2 separate regions of the Rattus norvegicus genome follow, and region 2 is linked to region 1. The links are chromatin contacts, called in public Hi-C maps. All regions are on one chromosome and are shown on one strand. Each heading gives the region's core, a stretch centred on a gene start, on an enhancer-like site or on the middle of the called end of the contact. The rest is flanking DNA. Distances are from core to core; before and after follow the strand shown.

Evidence for each region. A called contact is a pair of places that touch in the nucleus more often than the background predicts.
Region 2: a Hi-C map of psoas muscle shows a contact between it and region 1, with 4 times the contacts expected there. The contact joins the enhancer-like site here to the promoter of LOC108351956 in region 1. A contact is called at or near these places in 5 of 12 Hi-C or Micro-C datasets (hepatocytes, kidney, liver and 1 more).

What each region holds. Positions count from the first base shown.
Region 1 is chr9:87,130,088-87,135,747 of GRCr8, reverse strand. It overlaps LOC108351956 (RING finger protein 223-like), which reads left to right and starts at 2,553. Exons shown (of 1, transcript XM_039084659.2): 1 at 2,553-5,660. The coding sequence starts at 3,180. The coding sequence ends at 4,202.
Region 2 is chr9:87,322,749-87,328,408 of GRCr8, reverse strand. Sgpp2 (sphingosine-1-phosphate phosphatase 2) reads right to left here. Exons shown (of 5, transcript NM_001191811.1): 5 at 1-95. Among named protein-coding and RNA genes, the nearest start is that of Farsb, 70 kb to the left of the region's middle. Within about 2 kb of position 2,813, at least 2 of the 93 cell types and tissues checked have an H3K27ac peak or open chromatin away from gene starts, as enhancers often do.

The DNA of each region.
Region 1 (5,660 bases), core at 1,304-3,803:
CAGCCTGAGTTATAGTTTGGGATACCTGCCCAAAACAAATCAAAAAACAAACTAACAAAAGCACACAACCCTATCCAAACACAGTAAATTCTGTCATTGTTAACCAAAGCCCTGTAATTGTTTACAGAAAGTAAGAGCCAACGTTACACCAGTGTCTTTCAAAGACTGTTCCATACTTTGGGACCTAAATCACCATGAGCTACACAAGAAACATGGTGACAATCTGATAAATACCTTGACAATACTGTTCGCTCACACTGGATAGGAGCTGGAAGATCTAGTTCAGAGCTCACGTAGAGCAAATCTGTGGTCTTTGTGTAAGTCCCAAGGTCCACAGCCAGGGATGATTTGGTCCTGGTGGTGGAGGGAGATCGTTTTGATTGTCACAACTGGAATGCTTCTCTGTTGACTTCTGATGAGTAATGGCCAATGACTTCACACTGGCCACCTACAAAACAGTACCTGCAATAAAAAAAACCGTATCCAGGGGCTGGAGAGATGGCTCAGTGGTTAAGAGCACTCTGGGTTATTGAACCCAGAGATCCTGAGTTCAATTCCCAGCAACTGCATGGTGGCTCACAATGATCTGTAATGAGGCCTAATGTCCTCTTCTGGTGTGTCTGAAGACAGCTACAGTGTACTTGTATATAATAAATAAATCTTTAAAAAAAAAAGTAACCAGTTCAAAATGTCAGCAGTGCTGGTGTGAGAAGCCTGATGTAAGGGGAAAATGCACGGCAGGCTCTAACTGCACGGCAGGCTCTAACTGCAAAAGCTTATGTGCTTTGCCCAAGCACATACACAGGTCTTCAGGGATCTTACATGAGGGCTTGTGTAACTTCGGTGTGAAGCTGGCTTTACAGATGTACATTAGCCCTCTTGCTTCTGTGCACCTCCCTAAGACAAGCTTTCACGTTCTGAACGGCACTGCAAGCATAGCACATACTAACCAGAGCTTGAAGATCCCGGTTTGAAACTCTGTGAGACACACACGCTACAAGGGGACACAGTGAGAAGCAGGAAGACATTTAAAGCTCCAGTTAGCTTTGAGTCAGTCTGCAACCTTTCAAGGCCAGGAAATAATCTTTTTGTCCCATCGACCTGATCTGTCATTACTGTCCCCATCATAGATATTTAAAAACAATATTGCCCCCAAATAATAATAAGAAAGCTTGAAACTAGAAAGTTAACATTTTGAAACAAGTTTAACTCAAGGCCTTAAATTTTCAAGGCATACCACACTCACTATTTACATAGAATAAAAATATACTTATTTTCAAATGCTCCAGAAATGTTATAGTCCTTTAGAATTCCCCTAGAAACCCAATTTTTTGTTTTGTTTTGTTTTGTGTTTGGAGACAGTCTCATGTAGACCAGGTTGGCCCCAAACTCCATATGTAGTTGATGATGCTTTGAATCTCTAATCTCCTGCCTCCACCTCCCCAATGCTTGTTGGAGATGCCATTGGGGTTGTGCCAGCACTCTCCCAATTGAGCTGTATTCCCAGCTCTCTCATCCAGCTCTTATTGGCTCTTTCCAGGGTTCTTTCTGTCTTCTACCTTTAATATGCTTCCCAGTCATAGGGGTTTCAGGTTGGCCCCCCCCCGCCCCACCCCCGAGCTATTTCCCGCGTCACCTTGTGAACTTCGGAGACTCCAGGCAGAAGGTGCAGTGCTTCTTCCCTCTGGAAGAAGAGGAGGAGGGGGAGAGGGAGGGAGAGAGAGAGGAAGGAAGACGGAGGAAGAGGGAGGAAGGAGGAAGGAGGAGGAAGAAGGAGGAAGGGGGAGGAAGGAGGAGGAAGAAGGAGGAAGGAGGAAGGAGGAAGGAGGAGGAGGAAAAGAGAAGAGAAAAAAATCTTACAAAGTCCCGCTTCTTTACCGAGTGGGGAGGTGAGTGGCCATTTTCCCCTTCCTGAGGCCGGGGAGGGGGCATCTGAAGCGGGGCGGGGGGGGGGGTGGGGGGGGAGGAGAGGTTAAGGATATCTGAATATCACCTCGCAGGCTGTACCCAAGCCCTCCTGTACCTTACTGTATGAGCTAATCTTGCTGATTTGTCCGTTTGAACTTCTATTCCATAATTAGGCGAGAGTTTTGTGCTCTCTGCATCCGAATGATAAAAGTTAAAGTGGGGACGCGGAAAAGGGCGGTGGGCGAGGCTAGCAGCTGGGTTTAAACTGGGCTTTTCAGTGTGTGAACTTCCTTGCCAACTACTTTCTCTCCCTTCTGCCTCTGTAACGGCCTGGTTACAGAAACAGCTGCATCTACGGTGGTTGGTCATCACCAGGAAAACAGCTGGACTCTGCTCCCAATCTGTCTTCTCTCCTTAAACTCAAGAAGCAACACTGCCAAGGAAGAAGGGAGAATTATCCAGTTCCCAAATTTCCTCCAAATGGCGAAGGGGGGGAAATGCCCTTCTCTGCTTCCACTCTGGGATGAGCCCTGCACCGCCGCCTGGGCCCTGCTAATAAAAGCGCAAAGCGTAAATGGCTTAGGGATTATTGGCTTTCGCCCTTGGACTGAGACATGAGATCACGATTTTCAGTCGGGAAAGGAACCGCCTCTGCCAGGCTGCCGAGGCCGCCGCTTCCCCTCCCTGCGCGGGTCCTGCATTACATCACGGTGAGCTCTTGCTGGTAGGGGGAGAGGAGACTTCTCCTGGGACCTAGCCCCAGACAAGGAAGGATGAATCAGATAAAAAGGAGGGGTGGGAGGAGTGATGTTGAGGAAGTGGAAAAAGGAAAAGGCAGGTCCCAGTAGCACACCATCTTTAGAGGCTGTGTGTAGAAGCAAAACGGAACAGCCTAACGCAGCTGCACCCCAAATGCGTTCCTGCAACACCTCCAAGCCCACCTGAACCCCAATTTTAAGTCCACATAAACGGATACAGAAAGCTGTGAGGATACTTAGGTAGAGGAGATTAAGGGTGCCTCAGTCAGGCCCCCTGGACCTGAAAGGACTAAAAGCATCCGCACTGGGGTGGGGTGGGGTTGGGTGGGGTAGGGTGGGGTGGGTGGACCAGAAGGCCGGGCGGGGGCGCAGCAGCCAGCGGTTACCTCCCCTGCCAGGCGACAGCAGTCAGAGGGGGGAGGCAGAAGCGCCTCCTCCCCGCCCTGAGCCCGGGCTGCAGCTCAGGGGGAGGACGGTGCCTCACCTAGCCCCCGATGAGGGGCGTATCATGCCATGGCAGCGCCTGCGAACGACAGCGGCGGCAGCACCCAAAGCAGGAGCAGCAGCCCCCGGAGCCGAAACGGAGTTGGGGGTACTGCGGCTGGAGCTCGCGACGGCGGAGACTCGGGAGTCCGGGACGCCACGGCGACCGCCCCCAGCCTCCCACCGCTCGAGGACTACGAGTGCAAAATCTGCTACAACTACTTCGACGCGGACCGGCGCGCCCCCAAGCTGCTGGCATGCCTGCACACCTTCTGCCAGGAGTGCTTGAGCCAGCTGCAGCTCCGCGCCGCCGCCGCTTCCAGCGCCGTCCCTGAGCGCGCACCCCGCCCGCCACCCTGGCACGGCCCGCCCGGCGCCATCGCGTGCCCGGTGTGCCGCCACCGCACGCCGCTGCCGGACAGCCGCGTACACGGCCTGCCCAACAACACCAAGCTTGCCGAGGCCTTCCCGCTGGCTCTGCGAGCCGCACACGATCCGCTGCCCCAAGACCGCCTCCCGCCGTTGGCCTCCCGCCGCCCCGCGCCCACCGCCCCGCCGCCAGTCCCCGCCCCGCAGCCGGCGCAGCCGGCGCCACCACCCGCTGAGGACGCCGCCCCCGGACCTCCGGGCCGCCCGGGTCTCCGCGCCCCGGGCGCCTACGAGAGCTGTCAGAACTGCAAGCGGGCGGCGCTCACCGCCGGCTGCGTGTGCGTAGTCTTCTCGTTCCTCTCCATGGTGGTGCTGCTGTTCACCGGTCTCATCTTCGTCAACCACTACGGCGGCGGTGGCGGCGGCGGCGGGGGTGGGGGACCCCCGAGCAGCGGTTCGTCCCCCGGCCCCGCCCCAGCTACCGGATCGCCCTCGCCTGTGGGACCCATTTGCCTGTCGGTGGCTAGCATCCTGGCACTCTTCTCGGTGGTAGTTACCTGGATCATCTGCTGGCTCAAGTACCGGCCCGATGGGACCGCCGCGGGCTCCGCAGGAAGCGGCGGCAGTGGCTCCAGGGCGCGGGCGGCCGCAACTCTGGGCAGTGCCCGGAGGAGCGATACGTAGCGGGAAGGCACACCCGGGGCATCGTCTACCCTGAGCATCCCCAGGGGACCCGGTTTTGGACTCAGTGAGCTGGGGTTTCTCCCCGCTTCGTCTGTGACCACGAACCAACGAACCACTGCGGAGTCTCAGTTTCCTTTCTCTTCTCTTTTTGTTCCCTGTTTCCCTTACCTTGAGCGAGAGAGGGAAACAGAAGAGAGTGGGATGCTGGTGTGTGTGGGATCTCCTTTATGCGTCACTCCCACCTTGACCAAAGTATGTGGCTGTCCCTGCCCCATAGCCTGCAGATGTGCAGAAAGCGGATTCCTGGCGCCTAGGACTTGGGCGCTCGTTTAGGGTAGCGCGCGCGCACTTGTCCGCCACAGTTGTGAATGGACTTGAATCTCTTAAAGGAAAAATGAATAAGGTGTAAAAGCAAAGGATCTTCCTGCGTCTCAGAGATCCTGGGAGGACAGACTGATAAACAAACAGTCGGGATCCACGCGCCTGGAGTTGAGCCGCAGGCTAGACCTTGCCGTAGCCGGCGTCTGCGCGGAACTGGGCAGGTGCTCAGCGCGCGTGCGCGTCCCGGGCTGTCTCTGGTCTCCCTGAAGCGCGCACTCGGTGGTGATCCGTTGCTTTCCGCCTGGTGCCTGGAGCCAAGCCCAGAAGTCCCATCTCTTGGAGGCTTGCGGTTGTTTTATTCACAGTGTTACTGGCAGGCAGTCATTTTCATCTTCTGTAACCGGACTCGACTCAGGGAGCTTAAAGAGCCTGACCTCTCAAAACTGACTGACTGTTGCCCCCACCTGGAAGACAGTGAAAGCTATTTATTCAAAGTATAAACTATAAGCTTCCCCCTTTCCCGTGGCACCCCGCTCCCCCAAGTTCACTAAAAAAATAATTTACTTTTGAATATATAAATCTGGAAGTTTTGCACAGACGTTGTTTTGAGCGGTGTCATTTCTCTCTTACCTCTGATCCAAACACATTTCAAAATAATATGCAGAAAATCAAGGTGTGTTAGTAGTTCAAGATTTTATACTGTGAAACGATAACTTTCAACTATATGAAAACATATAATAGTGCCCAAAGAGAAACTGAAAAATGTCTCTGTCTCTGGTTATCAAGATAATGTACATTTAGCATATTTTGAGTTTAATTGTCCGATGTCATGGAATCACTGGAATGTCCACGCTAAATGGGGAAAAATACATATGGACCCGATTTTGAGACGAAAGGGGTGATTTGTGGGTGTGTACTACACATGGTAGACTTGCCTTTTTAGGAGGAAAACGTGGGTCTAAAATGTATTTTGTGTGAAAACAAATGTTTTATTCCACTTTTTGGAAGTTGGGGAGAGATCATTGGGAAAAATCGGAGATGCCACAGGGGGTGTGCTGTTTTCCCTCGTGTATTATGACACCTGCATGATGTCTCTGTATTAACTGATCTCCAGTGAAGCATTTATATCTATCATAT
Region 2 (5,660 bases), core at 1,564-4,063, 190 kb before region 1:
AGAGGGCTGGCGGAGTCCAGGGAGTCGATGAGGGTCCAGGCAGGGTAGGTCAGGGCGATGAGGACCGCCGTGATTAGAACGCCACCCAGGACATCCTGCCGGGAGACAAGAAAAATGGCCGCTTAGCACTGGGAATGCAATCTCTGCATGCTTTATAATATGTATTCAAAGAAAATAAATATCTAAGAATTTAAAGTGAAAACAGGAAATTATATACATAGTTACCATGCTACGGTGTCACATACTTTCTTACAAGAATGTTCTGTATTCCAAGAATAAATTCTGAATTTCTTTCTGAGTGAGTGGTTGATAGCTTCGTGGTCATTTAATCTTATTTTGTTATATACACTTTGGATCACAAAAATTATCACAGTCCTCACAGAGTGAAGACTTGGCAGATAGTGTGAAGGCTCTAAACTCTTTACTGCATTAAAAAAAAAAACCCTGAATATCGAACATTACCAGGTGAATGACCCATTAACCCCTTAAACCCTTAAATATCACAGGGAAATGCACATCCCTGTAAGTAATGAAACCGGACAGTTCATAGCAGAAACGGTATTACGTATACTGTTTAATACTTAAAACACTCCAATATTTACTCATAATAATATGGAAGAATCAAATAATACTGGGGAGGAATGAAAACTGGTGTTTCCGTGACTGCTGGTATTTGGCTGTTTATAGAGGTTGTATTAATAATCACCCGAACTGTAGACAAGCCCAGATTCCTGACTGTTTGAAAGGGTATAAAAACACTGTGGTATCTTCATGTCCTGGAATACTTTGCAGCAATCAAAATAGCAATGACCCACTGATGCGCAGTACGACTGGATAAAATCTCCAGGAGATGCTTTTGGATGGGACAAGGCAAGCTCCAAGGGTTACGGACTGTCTGGCTCTACTTACATGCCATTCTTCAAAAGACAAAACCTCGGGGCAAGGAACAGTTATCAGCCACTGCCTAGGGGGCTTGGTTTATCCTGTGTGACCAAAAAGGATGTCATGATACAGTCTGGGGATAATACGACTATTCCATACTGAGATGGTGATTGTAAAAATGTATGTGTGTGCTAGACTTCATAAAACTTTAAACGGTTACATTATTTGTGCGTGCATGTGTGTGCGTGCGAGAGCAGGCCTGTGGAATCAAAGGGAGATGAGTGCTGTCCACCATGAGGTTCCTAAGGATTGCTCAGGTCGTCAGGCTTGGAGGTACCCAAGCGTCGTTTACCTGTTGAGTCATCTTACCAGCCCCAAATTCACAAAATTGTACGCCAATAACTGGCAATTTTTTAACTAAGAACACATTTCAAACCAATGAAAATGGAAATGCTTGCAGGCTCCTTTGGCCTCGTGTGACACTGTCAAGTGTCAGCTGCTGCCTTTTAAGGAGCCTCCAGAGACCTAGAGAGGCCCCTAACTCTGTACTCCTAACTTCTCAGACTATGCTGTGGATCTCCTAGTATCTCACTCAGTCCTTCAGACAAAATCCAATTAGCTGGGCACAGTGGTGAATGCACGATGGTGTGTGTATGGGGTCTCAGCATTTTGGAAGTGGGGGCAGGAGGATGGCGAGTTGCAGGCCAGTTTGTGAGACTCTGATTCAAGAAACCAAAAGGAAAATTAAAGCTGTTGATGAAGCCATCTTCCACTCATCTGTGTGCAAAATGCTGCAGGCTTTGTGGGGCAGAAACTTGCCAGTTGCTTTTAAAGGTACACATTTATCTTCCAACTAGCAGCGTCACCCAGGGACCTGGCCCAGGGGCTGTAACTGCCCACAGTTGAATCGAGGTTGTCATGTTCTTCACAGCGATGTGGCAGGTGATGGCAAGATACTGGAACTCACCAAGTCCCCCTCTAGGAGTAGCATTGCGTTAAACTGTGGTATAGTTACACCATGGGACAGAGCTGTGACAAGAGGATGCTCCAAGCAGTTTCAAAAGGCAAGGTGGGCCTGGGCTGTTGGGGCAAGGACGACAGAGCAGAGCTTTCTGCTGACTACATTCAGCCCCTCTGGGGACATACCCAGATGGAGCCTGCTTTGGCTGCTTTAGTGAGAAGAGACCCTTTAGTGAAGACTAAAGCTGCCAACGCTGACCTGTTAGTACCTGAGAAGAAGCAGAAATAACTTTCACAGTGACTACTGAAGAGACACAGAGTCTACCAATCTCCAAGCACTTGGGTTTGTGTGGAGCGGTCAGGAGCACAGACGGTTCTCAAGGCTGTTCAACGACCCTCTTGTTTACCAAGAACTCACTCCCACAGTTCAGCTGGCAACTCAGGACACAGGGACAGCCCGGTAGGTGGTGTTTGTCCTGCTCAAGTTTCTCTGTGACCGAAATGGGGGTGAACACGTGTTTCAGTCGGATCCATTAGGAATAGAGCTTGCTGTGTCCAGTAAGCTCGGCAATGGGAAAGAACTATGGGACAACATCTACCCTACAAAAAGGCGTAAAGGGGACCTCCAAATTGAGGATGCCAAGACAAGCCTGTGACAGAAGCCAACAGGAGCTGGGATCTGTGAGGAAGCCAGCTTTGGGAGGCTCTGCCAACCTGGATTTAGAGATCCTTTGGCTGCCCTAACATTTTAAGGACGTGACCAGACAATCCAGATTTCACGTCGCATATTCCCTGATGTGGGTTTAGAAACATTTGGCTGAGCAGAGTTTTTATGTTCTTATTTCTACACAGTTTAAGGGGATAATGTTTTTATAATGACACAGAACATAGCAAACTGTTAGATCCTCCGATAGTTAAGGAGGCAAGGTGCTGGACAGCATGTGTAAGAGATATAGTTCCGTTCTGACTGACAAGCTTGGCACACAGACAGGTAGATATTTACAGAGCAATGCACTTGGGTACACAGCAGGGAAGCTTCACACTAGAATTTTGTATCATGTGTATGTCTTTGTTGTTTCCTTTGGAAATAAATGAAATTAAATTCAGCATCTCCAGATGGGATCTGCCCATCCATGGTCATATGAGTGGGGACCTCTTTGCAGAGGGTCTGTTGCAGACCAGAGTATTTTGTCTATGTGTGTAAGGGAACATTACTGTTAAGAGTTGGGGAGAGCTCAACACTATAAACGAGTCTGTCCTCTTACAGGGGAGAGAAGGTTCTGCCACTCGGAGGGTCTCTTGTCACCTCCACCAGTCTCATGTCTGACCCCTAAGGAAGTCAACAGGGACAAAAGGCGGCATTTGCCTCATGCACAGAGATGAAACAGCTCAAGTCCCTTCAGGAAGGAAGTCCCCCAAGACCAGATCACTCACTTCCTTGGCCCTCCAGCCCTGGTTGCTCATGGGGTTACCTTGATGGCTGCAGGTCTCGTAGAGACACGTGACAGAGTCATCAGTTGAAACACACTTCTCATATGGTTCTCGGTTGTGCCACATTGACCATTAAAACTAGGCAGCATAGACACTCTCCCCTGTCCAACTTAGAGTGCAGCCAGGAATCTACACTCTGGTTCCCCAGCATAATCTAGGTTCAGGGAATGTAAATTTAGAATAAAACTAAATGAAGCCCAGGCACCCCTGCCTATCGCCTGAGCATGGTCACCATCCTCAACATTTCAATCCAGGATTTCTCACTGCTTTTCCCATTTCACTCAAATGGGTCTGCTTGCTTTTTTCACTTTTTAATTATTTTTTCTTTTTTTGGAGCCAGGCATGGTGGCTCACACCTTTTATCCTGGCACTTGGGAGGCTAGCCTGGTCTACACAGTAAGTTACTGGAACATGGGCAACTTCCATATATGAAGAAAAACAACTCCAGAATAATCATTTAGGGCTCCTTGGGGAGAGGCGGGGCGTCATGAAGCCCCTCCCTGTTCCCTGATAGGATATTTATGGGCTCAGTCCCAAGTAGGTCTTGTTCAGGTTGCTTCTGCTGCTGTAAGTTCATGAGTGCAACGTCCTGTCCTGAAAACATCTTTCCACAGCCATCCTCTGGCTCAGTCATTCTTTCTGCTCTCTCTTCCACAACGTTCCCTGGGCCTTGGAGAGGTTGGTACAGGTGTCCTGGTTAGGATCGAGCACTCAACGGACACTTATTACCAGTACTCTGTCCAGTTCTAAGCCTCTGCCCACTTCACCCCATTGACAATGCAAAGAGAAGCTGGTTAAGGCCGAGCCCACTTGCCTTTTGTTGACCACCTCCTACAGTTTTGTATTCCCTTTAGCTCTGGTGTGCTCCAGCCATCTCTACCTGTCGAGTTCCTACAACTCCTCTCTGAGGCTCAGCTCTAGGGCTGTGCCTGTCTCACATCCTGTCTTGTATCTCCACAGTGGGCAGTGATCTCCCTCCCCCTGAACGGAAGGCGAAGGGCCACGCTTCGGAGACTTCCCTTGTTTTGTCTTTGCTGTGATTAGATACTTCCCTGTTCGCTCATTAAAAGGCCAGAAGGTGCAGGTGAAGCCGAGGTTGCTGACTTATTTGCAGCCCTTCCCAAAGCGGCTGCACTACAGTAGAGCAGACACTCGCTTGCAGAGTCAGGAGGCTGGGATGTTGACTCCCCACTGTTTCAAGGAATAAAATAAGAATTTACCCTGTTTCCTTCTGTCTTCTTTGCAATTATGGTTACCAAAGCCCCTGACATCTGGTTGGAATAGTCTTTATAAACCAATTGTGTCCATCTTCAAGCCAAACTAAATTATTTTGGTCCATAGCCTCATTATTCAAGGCAAAACTAATTTTAGCCTACATGACTGAAGATGGCGTTTCCCCCTCTCTTCTAGCCATACATTTGGATTATCATCCATGATACTATAATCAAGGTATTTAGGGGGTTTTTTTTGTTTTTTGTTTTTTTTTTTAGTAAGAAAACATTTGAGCCACACAAGTGAGATTTCCAAGATGGGGACTGTAAATTTTTTTATAACAAAATTATTTTGTAAATACTTCTAAACAGAAGAACTGTAAATGCTCTAAGTTTTACTTTTTTTGTTTTTTAAAGATTTATTCATCTGTTCTATACAAGTACACTGTAGCTGTCTGCAGACACACCAGAAGAGGGCATCGGATCTCTTTACAGATGGTTGTGAGCCACCATGTGGTTGCTGGGAATTGAACTCAGGACCTCTGGAAGAGCAGTCGGGTGCTCTTAACTACTGAGTCATCTCTCCAGCCCCTAAGTTTTACTTTTAAATAACTTTTCTTGAGACAAGGTCTTATTCTGTAGCTCAGGTTGGCCATAGTACTGGTCCCAAAACAAAACAAAGAAAACAAACAAAACCCCAACAAAACCAGAAACCTTCAAAAACATTTCCAGGGATGAAGATAATTAAATTACAAAGCATATGACCTTACAGAAACACTAGGCCTAAGATTCTACTCAAGGAATTTGAAGAAAATGAAGAGAGAGAAATTGCTCACAAAAGTTCCCGCCACCTGCGGTCTGAGGAGACGCTCAGTTGGTGGGGTGCCTGCCTCATATGCGGAACCCCAGCATCATCGTGGAATAAAAGTAGGACAGAGTGCCATGCACCTGCTATCCCAATCTCGGAGGCAGGAGGATCAAAAGTTCAAGGCCCTCTCCAGCCACAGAGTGAGTCCAGTGACAGCTTAGGATACAGGACACTAGGTCTCAGGAAGGAAAGAAGGAAGGAAGGATGGACTAGTTTACACTTCAAAAGAGTTCTTGGGCTATTTCAGT